3 separate regions of the Ovis aries genome follow, and regions 1 and 3 are each linked to region 2. Evidence: chromatin contacts called from public Hi-C data. All regions are on one chromosome and are shown on one strand. The core of a region is the stretch at or near the end of the contact, and the rest is flanking DNA. Distances in the headings are between cores, read along the strand shown. Region 1 has its middle 220 kb from the start of PIK3R1. Region 2 holds the start of PIK3R1 (phosphoinositide-3-kinase regulatory subunit 1). Region 3 has its middle 160 kb from the start of PIK3R1.

What was found. A called contact is a pair of places that touch in the nucleus more often than the background predicts.
Region 1: a contact with region 2 is called in a Hi-C map of liver, with 2.5 times the contacts expected there. The contact joins the enhancer-like site here to the promoter of PIK3R1 in region 2.
Region 3: a Hi-C map of liver shows a contact between it and region 2, with 5 times the contacts expected there. The contact joins the enhancer-like site here to the promoter of PIK3R1 in region 2. A contact is called at or near these places in 3 of 16 Hi-C or Micro-C datasets (hypothalamus, liver and omental adipose tissue).

What each region holds. Positions count from the first base shown.
Region 1 is chr16:11,828,817-11,832,211 of ARS-UI_Ramb_v3.0, forward strand. No RefSeq gene overlaps it. Among named protein-coding and RNA genes, the nearest start is that of PIK3R1, 220 kb to the left of the region's middle. Within about 2 kb of position 1,510, at least 6 of the 54 cell types and tissues checked have an H3K27ac peak or open chromatin away from gene starts, as enhancers often do. A contact at or near this core is called in liver, where this site is marked.
Region 2 is chr16:11,610,457-11,613,872 of ARS-UI_Ramb_v3.0, forward strand. It overlaps PIK3R1 (phosphoinositide-3-kinase regulatory subunit 1), which reads right to left and starts at 1,261. Exons shown (of 15, transcript XM_042233720.2): 1 at 1,069-1,261.
Region 3 is chr16:11,770,221-11,773,664 of ARS-UI_Ramb_v3.0, forward strand. No RefSeq gene overlaps it. Among named protein-coding and RNA genes, the nearest start is that of PIK3R1, 160 kb to the left of the region's middle. Within about 2 kb of position 1,576, at least 12 of the 54 cell types and tissues checked have an H3K27ac peak or open chromatin away from gene starts, as enhancers often do. A contact at or near this core is called in liver, where this site is marked.

The DNA.
Region 1 (3,395 bases), core at 260-2,759, 220 kb after region 2:
TCCCAACCCAAGGATAGAACCCAGGTCTCCCACATTGCAGGCAGATTCTTCACCACAAGGGAAGCCCAAAAATACATTAAAATACACAGATATGGGATAATCTGAGAGCTAGAAGTGTCCTCTAATTGAACATTTTTTCAGTGCATTCAATAGATGATCAAGACCAGAAAAATGAAAGGCCAACTAGGGATGGCGGAGAGGAAACACCAGCAAGGCAAAGAGGGCCAGTCCTGCCTCAAAGAAGAGGCAGTGTGGTTTAAGTTAGCAAGGACTGGTGTCCTCTCATCCTGGCACCCTCCCAGTCTGCTTCCCTAGCCCTCTGGAATTCCTCCCTGGCTTCCCCTTCCTCTCACTGGAGTGCAGTCTATCCACTGTGGATAGATCTCCCTGGATATTTGAAGTGTTATAAATGTAAATTAATCTGTCTATTGGTTGAGTATATCCTGGATCAGGGACTGTAATTTGCCAACTGATAACTGGGCCATTTTTAAGGGCACCTGGTGCCAGTTGGGCCCAGGCTTTCCATAATCAACCACTGAGACTCTCAGCAGGGGTAAAAACAGTCTGGTAGCTGTCATTTCCAGAAGTGGAAAGGACAAGCCATCGGTGCCTGAAACCCCAAAGAAATCCTGGGGTTATTGCTAAGGGCTTACAAAGACTTACCTTTGTCCACTCTGCCACCTGACTTTGCCCAGCTTTCATTATTCTTTTGAAATTAGGTCCATAAAGTAAAAAGAAATAAGGGCAAATAACACCTGTTTAGCCTCTAATTCTACTTAGAAAAGTTGTCATCGCATCATGCCTAGGTCTCTGCAGATATGACTGTGGTCACGTTTTCTAAATCCTTATTCAAACATTTGCTATTTATTGGATCTTACTGTATGCTAGGCACTGGGGAGGCTACAACACAAAGATAAGTTTCCTGTTCTGAAAGGACTAAAAGACCGACAGGAAGAGTGACGTTCAGAAAATGACATTAGAATACCATGCAGGCTATAAGGAACTCTATTTTTAATGTAATGATTGCATATGCTTTAGAGAAAGCTCCCTAGAGTTGAGGGGAATTTATTTAGTTACTATTTTTGTAATTACTCATAAAAGTTACCTGCAACTTTCTTTTGAAAAATGCTTGGACATTCTAAATGTGAGTCCAACAACATTTTTTATAACATTTTATTCCCGTCAACGTGAATTTTCCTTCTTTCTTTCTTTCATTTTTGCTTGTAGAGGAGCAGTGAGGGACAGGAGGAATGGGCAGACAATGCTTCGATTACAGAGCCCATTCCATTGGGGAGTTATGCAACCAAGGGGAAAAATGCATTTTCCACTCATGAGGCCCTTTGATCACTTTGGCTCTTACATAACCCCTAACAGCTGGAGCTGTAAACTTGAAAATTGGCAAGAACATCGTTCATATTGCGAAAGAAAACTCAATCCACATTTGAGGAGAAACAGCTAGATATTTTCAAAGCGATTCCAGTATTTGTGTTCTTTAACATTTAGTGAGTGCTGGTGATGTTGCGGTGCTTTAGGCCAAGTTTCTTGCCCAGGAGGAGTCTTGACTGGGAGTGCTATGAGCTGGGCCTGGTGCAGGAGCACGGGCCATGCTTTCTCATTCTTCTTTTCATTGTTGAGCTCTGGTCTGCGGCAGCCCCTCTGCCCACAGATGACCAAATGAATGCTTGCTCAAAAGTTCGGGGCAGCCAGGAGTGGATTCATATCAATCCATCCACTCCTCTTCAGCAGCCTCATGGCGCTTGCTGGCTTCTCAGCAATATCACTTCCTTTAAGCATGTTTCAACAGGATCCCCCACTGCCTCATTCTCAGTTATCCCTCCTGTCCTCCTGGGCTCCCTCCCTCTCTTCCACCCACTTCCTCTTCCTTCTGTCTCTTCTTTCCCTTATCCCCTTCTCTGGCTCTTCCTCCATCTTCTTTTTTAAGTTTTGGATATTAACTTGCTATTCCCTAAAGTGGAAATAAACCTGTATAAAACCACTTGTTTCTTGCTACAACTTAAGTATCACAATGAAAAATAGTCAACTAAGTTCAAACCCACTGCTTCGATATTAACAATATCTTCAAGAATTTATTAACACCTAAAACCAAATGCAGAAATCGGTTTCCAAAGAGGTCGTTACACTTCTAACTTGCAGAAATAAAACTAAAGAGAGGCAAAATTGCGTTTTTCATAGTGAAGCAAGCCACTGTTACTGGAGAGTCATTCAAACATGTAGAGTTTTGAGGTAGTAAGAAACTCAGGCATCTAAATTCTTCCCATTATCCCTTCTTCTCCATCAGAGAATTGTGCACATGTGGAATTACATGATGAGCAGCAATGGTCGCCTTAAGAGAGACCTCGCATGTCCATCTCCAGGAAAGGCAGGTTGCAAGGGAAGGGTGTGATACTTGCCACCTTGATATATTGGGATGTAGTTGCTGCCAGGACATCTGGCCTGAGGTCCTCCAGGATGGCTGCTCTGAATAGAGAGGCCTCATGCCCTCATGCCCTGTTTTTCAAGGATCAGTGAGTATCTTATATGGGAAGCCCAACGTGGCTCCCTGAAGCGGAAGCCACCTTTGTCTTGACCTGGAGGCCTCCTCTATGCTGCTATCAGCCATTCTGAATTCTGATGAAATAGAATATAAAAGGGAAAGGGCTAAATTAACAGGAGTGAGGTTGGCTTCCTATTCTTCTCCTGTCAGTTCAGGTCCGTCGCTCAGTCATGTCCAGCTCTTGGCGACCCCGTGGATTGCAGTTTGCCAGGATTCCCTGTTCTTCACCAACTCTTTAGCTGTACCACGATTCAAACTGCTGCTCCTCTGTTTTCAAGCAAAATCAGGGTTCTCGTGGTTCTGAAGAAGCTTTCCGTTTTTCCAGCTGCAGCTTTCGCTGCCTTCCCGTCTTTGTTCTCCCCTCTGTGGTCTGAGTGTATTTGTGCCTGCTGTAACCGCGCATCATGATTGCAGGATGGTGCTTTGAGCCCTGGCATCCATCTACTGCAGAACGCTGAAGCTGCAGATTATAAGAAATGCCTGAGGCAGGAAGGCCAACAGGAAGCCGTGGGTCTTCTCAGTGCTGTGAATCACTTCCACATCCTTCTAGGATCAGGCCAGTCTTCTGGAGGCATCTTGAAAGGACTTTTAGGGAGGAAGAGGTATGAGCTCTCAGGCAGACAGCGAGAGGTAATCTTTAATTTTTGAAGAATTTTGATGTAATATAAGGATACGTGGTACAGTTAGGTTAAGTTTTTGTTAATTTAAATGCTATATATGTTGCTTATCCTGGTGGCTGTGAACTGCATTTCTTTAATGGCTGAAGAAGGAACTACTTTTGGTTAATTTTTACTTTCCACAGAAATGTTACGAGTATATCAACCAGGCAGACTTCAGCAGA
Region 2 (3,416 bases), core at 11-2,510:
TGCAGCCACACCAGAGATTAACGGTAAACGTGAGAGCTTTCTGATATTAAACTACGTCCAGAGAAGCAGAATTTCCCCAAATCCAGTTCACACACATTCTGCTTTCAACATGTAACAGCCATTTCGCTCACACCCTTTCATTACACGATCGAATCTGGTTACCAAAGTACATTTCTGCACTCAAGCGGTTGGCCTGAGCTTTCCTGTTCTCTTTGTCTTGTGATCTGCCGGGCAGTTTCTGCCCTTGGGAAGTGAGCGTGAGAGCTGTGGATTCCAGACAATTCCGCACGATCTTTCAGCTCGGGCTTGCACGCTCTCTCGCTCCCTCTAGCCGGCTCCATATTGCGGGGCCGGTCCCTCCGCTCTCGCCCCACGCTACAAAAAGCTAGATTTCTGGGCTATCCGAAGACCCCATTAAATCTGCCTCCAACAACCTGCCACAGGCCCGGCCGGCACCACACGCCGAGCTAGGGCCCCAGCGACCGGCCGCCCCGAGGCACACTTCCCCCACCCCGGAAGAGGAGGGAGGCAAACTTCGAAGGGCGGGGGCGGCGGGCGAGCTCCTGGGACCCCCGCCCGCCCCGGGCAGCGACCCAGGTGCAGCCGGAGAGCGCGGGGGAAAGCAGAGATCCGGCCCGCTAACGCGAAGGCGGCGGTCAGGGCGCTCTCCTTCGCCGAAGGGCTCCGGAAAACTGCAGCCGGGCGACTGGGGGAACCCTCAGGAAAGTGTACGGTGACGGAGAGGTGGCGGAAGCCCGAGTTCGCCTGCAACTCCCGGGAAGAATGCTCCCGGCGGCGCGCACACCCCGCTCGGAAGAGGACCAGGGAAACGGGAGCCGCGAGGGAGCCGGGAGCACGCGGGGACGCTGGCCAAGAAGGGGACCCGCGGGGGCCCGGAGGGCGGCAGATGCCAGCGGCAGGGAGGACGGCGGCCGGCTCGCTTCCCCCGGCTCGGTTCTGCAGAAGGAGAAGCGGCTGCTGGTGACAGGAAGAGAGCGGCTGTGGCCGCGCGCGCACGCACCGCCTCCCCCTCCCGAGCACACACCCGGACCCGCTGCCGCCGCCTACCTCCCCCACCGGCCGGCTTCCTTCCTCTGCTGAGCCCAGGCTACACCGGCAGCCTCTGGCGCGCACGGCTCCGATGAGCCCCTGACCCAGCTCAGATCCGCCAGCCGTTCCCGACCCGAGCTCGCCGTCTCCAAACTGCTGCCAGCCGTGGCCGCCGCTTCCTCCAACTCCGCTCCAGCTGCTCGCGACTCCTTTCCGTGCGCCAGCAGCTCCAGCGCCCGGCAGCGGCCCCGCCTCCGGCCCCGCCCCGCGAGCCCCGCCCCCGAGACCTCGCCAACCAGCGCCCGCGGCTCCGCCCCTCTCCGCTGGCACCGCGCCCTCCGCCGCTGCCATTCACCGCGCGGCCAGCGAGCCGGGCGGCCAGCTGGGCGGAGCTCGGATCCTGCCGACCCTTCCTGCGGCCCGGCTCCCTTTCCGCCCCCAGCCGCGGGGATGCCCTGGGCGACCCCGCCGAGTGCTCTGGGTTTTCGCCCGCCGGGCCGGCCAGGTTGCTCTCCGCCTGGGGCTGAGCCGGCTGCCGGGCGTCTTCGAGACTGGAGGCGGCGGGTCTGGGAGAGACCGAGGACGAGTTCAGACTTAGAAGCTGCGTCTCTAATCGCGGTGTCTTGAAACACACCCCAGCATCTTTCGAGCCCCCAGCGTCCCACCAGCGCAGGGGCTGGGGCGGGGAGGACTCGGATTCCAGGCTAGCCAAAGCCGGAGGCTCTGCAGTTCTCTGCTTGGCCAGTGCGGCCGCGGAGGTGGGCGGAAAAGCCGCGCCACCCCGCGTGGCGCCTCGGGGTGAAGGAGGGGTGAAAGGGTGAACCGGAGGGACAGGCGTCCGCAGCCTGCCTCGAACTCCAGGAGCCTGGCTGGCACTGCCGTCCCCGGGAACCAGGAGGGCCCGCCAGAAGGGCAGAGTTTCATGAGGAGGGCGCACGCTGACTGATCTCTCCCAGTCCTGAGATGACGGAGCAAATGTAGGTCGCTCAGGCAGACCGCAGTTGCTCGTGGCTCGGTGGGAGGAAGCTCACGGGAACTGTGAATTCCTTAAATTTCTTAATTTTTTAATGCACATTTTTCAGCTAGTCCTCATTATTTTAGTTGCTCAAGAAAAATCTGCTGTTGATACAAACCTTCCTCTGACGGTATGATGGGATGCCACCACCCCCTCTGTTCCTCTTTCGCCCATGAAAACACGTAATAGTCCGCCTTTTAAAAACCTCTTCCCAGATTCCTCTTTCTGCGGTTTCGAGACCTGCACCCGCCCAGTCGACTTGCCCTAAAGCCCTGTTCCCAATTTCCTTGCAAGAATATTATTTTTTTTTTAACCAATAATTTACTTTTGTCAAAGTTTGAGTTTGGTGGGGGGTTTTTTTCAGGGTTTTTTTTTTTTTTAATTCCGTTGTTTTTTTTCTTTTCTTTATTTTTAATGGACAATGGAAGTAGAGGAAGAATATCCTGAAATTTATTGACTGTCCTTAGGAAAGACAGTCATCCCTAAAGGTGATTCACATTCTGATGGACAGCTTAGTTCTACTCTAGGTTTTTCAGGCCTGGCATTTTTGTTATTCCAACGTACTTCTTGAGCTGGGGATACAAAAGCAGACAGCTACCTACTTACGTAAGAATCCACTTCATCTAAAAGTAAATATGAAGTTTACCAAGCTACATCATTCCCATGCATCCTGTGAAATGAAGGACCTCATATATTGAGCTTTATAAATGAAAGGAGGGGCCTCACCCTGTGACAGAATAACTTTATCCAGTCCAATAAACTGAGATATAACTGGTATGACATTTGCTGTATTTCTGTTAGGCATGGGCCTGAAGAAACCTTACCAGCTGTCTCCTTTCCTACATAATGAGTTCCTGGAAAGACACTTACATACTGCTCTAGTGGGGTTCTATTCTCCCTAAACTAAAAATAGCATGAACTCCTTGATCAAGCTGCTTTTTCTAGACTTCAGCCACTTATTTCCAGTATATATATATATATATTTTCTATCATATTTGAACACATAAAGTAAGTCCATAGAGTGTTGCCTGGAAGGACAATATGTCTCTCTTTCCGTAAATTGAATAATTTTAGTCTTTGTTTCCGGAGAAGGCAATGGCAACCCACTCCAGTACTCTTGCCTGGAAAATCCCATAGACAGAGGAGCCTGGTAGGCTGCAGTCCATGGGGTCACGAAGAGTCGGACACTTACTGAGCAACTTCACTTTCACTTTTCACTTTCATGCAATGGAGAAGGAAATGGCAACCCACTCCAGTGTTCTTGCCTGGAGAATCCCAGGGACGGGGAGCCTGGTGGGCTGCCGTCTGTGGGGTCACACAGAGTCGGACACGACTGAAGCGACTTAGCAGC
Region 3 (3,444 bases), core at 326-2,825, 160 kb after region 2:
AGTGCGTCTATGTTTACAAAGGTAATCAGTATGAGTTAATTATTGTCAGAGTTCTTATTGAATTTTTGGTTCAATGTCTAGCTCATTTAGCCAGAGTTAGGCTTGCTCTAAACTGACGTGCAGCAAACTTGACCTAATGAAAGCCATTGCCACAGGCCACCATGACATCTGGTTGTCAGCAAAGACTTAGGGAACCTTTGGTTCAGGGGCTGGCTGAGAACACACTCCCTTCTTAGTGAGTGCGACTTGGCTTTGGGGCCTGAATGTCCTTCCTTGGAACTGGCCACAGAGCTTTGGAAAGTGAGAGTCCCATTTGGAATTGACAACTTATGCTCTGGGCAAAAGGATTAACATCAAGTATTCTGTAGTACATGAAAGCAAAACTCATTTTTTCCTCCATGAATAGAGAGAATTAAATCCAAATTATTAGTGCTTAGTTCCAACATCCAATGGAGAGCTGAACTTTGGCATCAGCTACTCATCAGATATTTACGGAGTGCTTTTCCAAGTACAAGATTATCATTATGGGTGCTATGGGGAGCAGAAAAATTAGAAGACATGATTTTAGCCCTCAAAAATGATCTACTCTTTTTGGACAGTGAGGTATATTCTATGCTGGGGGCATCCTAAAATGAGACCAAAGGATGGCTTCAGGGATTCCATATTTCCTCTGAAATTATGTGTAAAATTTTTGAGTACATGTATTTTTTCAGGGAAGAATGTCAAGGGTTTTACATCAGATATCCAAAGGGACTCATTTCCTAAAAAATATCAAATAACCAGGGATCTACTTATTACGAGAACTAACTTTTATTATTGCTTACTATGTGCTAGGATTTATTTTAGGCGCTTTATTTTTGACTCCTTAAATTGTCACAATAACCCCAGGGGGGAGGGATTATTATTTTTCGTTTGTTAGATATGAAAATTGAAACCTTGAGAAGTTGCCTAGTCCGAGGGCACGTGTTTAATAAGTGGCAGTTGAGGATTTGGACTCGGATCTATTTGACAGCAAAGTCTTTGTTCTTAATCTCTGGGACATACAGTAATCAGAATATATGAGAAGCAATAAAAGCCAAAAGTAGAGGAGATGGCGGAGGAAGAACACTTGAGTATGAGGAGCTGTGGTGGGGAAGGTTGCTAGCACCAGAGCTGCATGCTCGGGAAGGAGGTGAGGACTGATCCGGCTTGTGAAAAAGAGAGGCTGTTCCCATTCCATGCTCAGGATGTGAGAGTTTGAATTTAGAAACATTTTCTTGCAATCCCAGTTAGTGATAGCTGAAATTCTCTGTCTTAGCAGTTGAAGCCTTTAAGTGTACTTTTCTATCCAACTCAGCAAATAACTCTGCACACCCACGAGGACAAAAGCAAAGCCTGCTACTCTGAGGGTCCCAGGTAAGGAAGGTGAGGCCCTACTCATACACCCGTAGAGGAGACCTGTGGGTTGAGAATTCCAGTGGGAGGCGGCGAGGTTTGGGAGCGCAGGAGGAGACTCTGGGCAGCAGTCCTGAGCCTGGATCAGTCTGATCCGGAGAGCAGTGCTCATGCGGCTGGGTGTGGACAGGCTTCCATGGGGGAAGGGAAAAGGACTGCTGGGCTGAGATCTGAATGCGTCTGCCTGTTTCCCCACTGGCCTAGTTCCAGACTTTGCTGGACGTTAGGACTCCAAGCCCTGTCTGTAGGTTCCAGCCCTTATCACTACTGTCAAGGGGCATTAGTTGATCGAATTCCTCTGCATATCCTGCCTTAGCCTGGTCCCAGGAGCCTCTGGAGTGTAAAGCTGGGCCTACAGGCAGGGCTCAGCATTGCCTGGGGTTGGGAGTAGGGGCAGCCTGGGTGTTCCTCTTGGAGATATTTATTTGTTTTCCCCAATGAGGCCTCTTTTTAAGCAAAATTTTCTTCCTTTTACCCCAAGTTGCCAGAAATGGGCCTTCACCTCTCAAAGTGACCTCACGGAGGAGGGGAGTTTCCCTGTGTTTTGCAACAGCTGTGCCCAACGCAGAGCCCCTGGACCAGCTGGCGTCCTCAGATGCGCATCCTCTTCCTTGTCTCTGGTGTCTTCCCTGTTTTCAGAGAAGAGGCTCTGGGAGCCTCCACCAGGCTTTGCTGTCCTTCCAACTGTGCTAACAAAGGCCAGACATTCCCAACTTAACCCTTCACCCGTATTTCTCCATAGGTCTTTTCTCACCAAATGACAGGTGGCCAGAGTTAAATGGCCCAGAATGTCAAGCTGTGCTAGGAGGCGCCTTGCTGTCCTCCCCAGTACACTTGAGTTAACCTCGCTTTAGGCTCCATCTAGGTGTCCATGTAGTAAACGGTCAGTATGGTTCATCTGGATTCAGTTATTTCTGATCAAATAAACACTGGATGTAATAAGAGGGTTACACTGAGTAAGCCCGTGTGAGTGTCCTTACAGGACTCACCTTCAACAGGTGACGATAGACTTGGTGCCAGGAGCCACAGGCTACACTGGCACATTCTGCCCCCTGCCCTGAGCCCTTGGGGAGCCTCACTAGCCCTTGCCTTTCTCACCTAAACTGGATAGATGTTGGTTAAGGTTCCCTCCAGGACTAATACTCTATGAAATTACAGATACCGTTTTTATCTGCAAATTATAAAGGCATACATTCCGTCTAAGGTATTAACCCTTTCTCCAACTGAGTCCAGCAATCCTCAAAGAGAAACAAGCTGCCCTCTCTTAAAGGGGCTCTGTGGTTGCCTCTCCCCCTGTTCTTCTCTGTGTCTCTTTTTGTTCTGTGTGTGTGTGTATATGTCTCTCTCTTTCTGTCTCCCTCACACGCAGATACACTCAGACCCACCCTATATGAGACTCTCATAATGGGATGGAGCACTTAGTCTTCCTTTCAGGAAACCCTGTCATTTGAGTGGGAAAGATCTGCCATCTGGGATGTCTGGGTCATGCATTCCTAGGAAGAGAATCTAACTGATGTCTCCCATTGAATAACAATAACCGCTTCTCTCTAACACCTGCTTTCTTCTCTTTAGTGTCCTTGCCTATAGCAGCCTTGTGAGGGAGCTCGGAGCTGACTTCAGGGACATTTGCTGTCCCAGGCCAAGCTGCAGTGGCCTGGGTCTGGTAGGTCTATTACTTTTGATGAATCATTACTCTCCATGCCCAGATGGCCATGCAGAGGGTGATGGAGGGTGCTTCACTTTCTGTGTGTCTGGTCCCCTGCCAGGGCTAGAGATGGCATGGTAGACCTCTAGATGAACCAGACTTCCTCCACAGACATTGGAGATCCCTTCCTGGGTACAGTGGGAGCTTTAGAATATTCTGGTTCAATGTGTATGGACCTAGGAATCTGCATTTCCAACAAGCACCCCCATTCAATTCTAAAGAAAACTAACTTTTCTTAGCACTTACCAGTAGCTAACCTTACATGAGGCAGTAACCTGATTATTTTCTACCCTGCACACTACCCT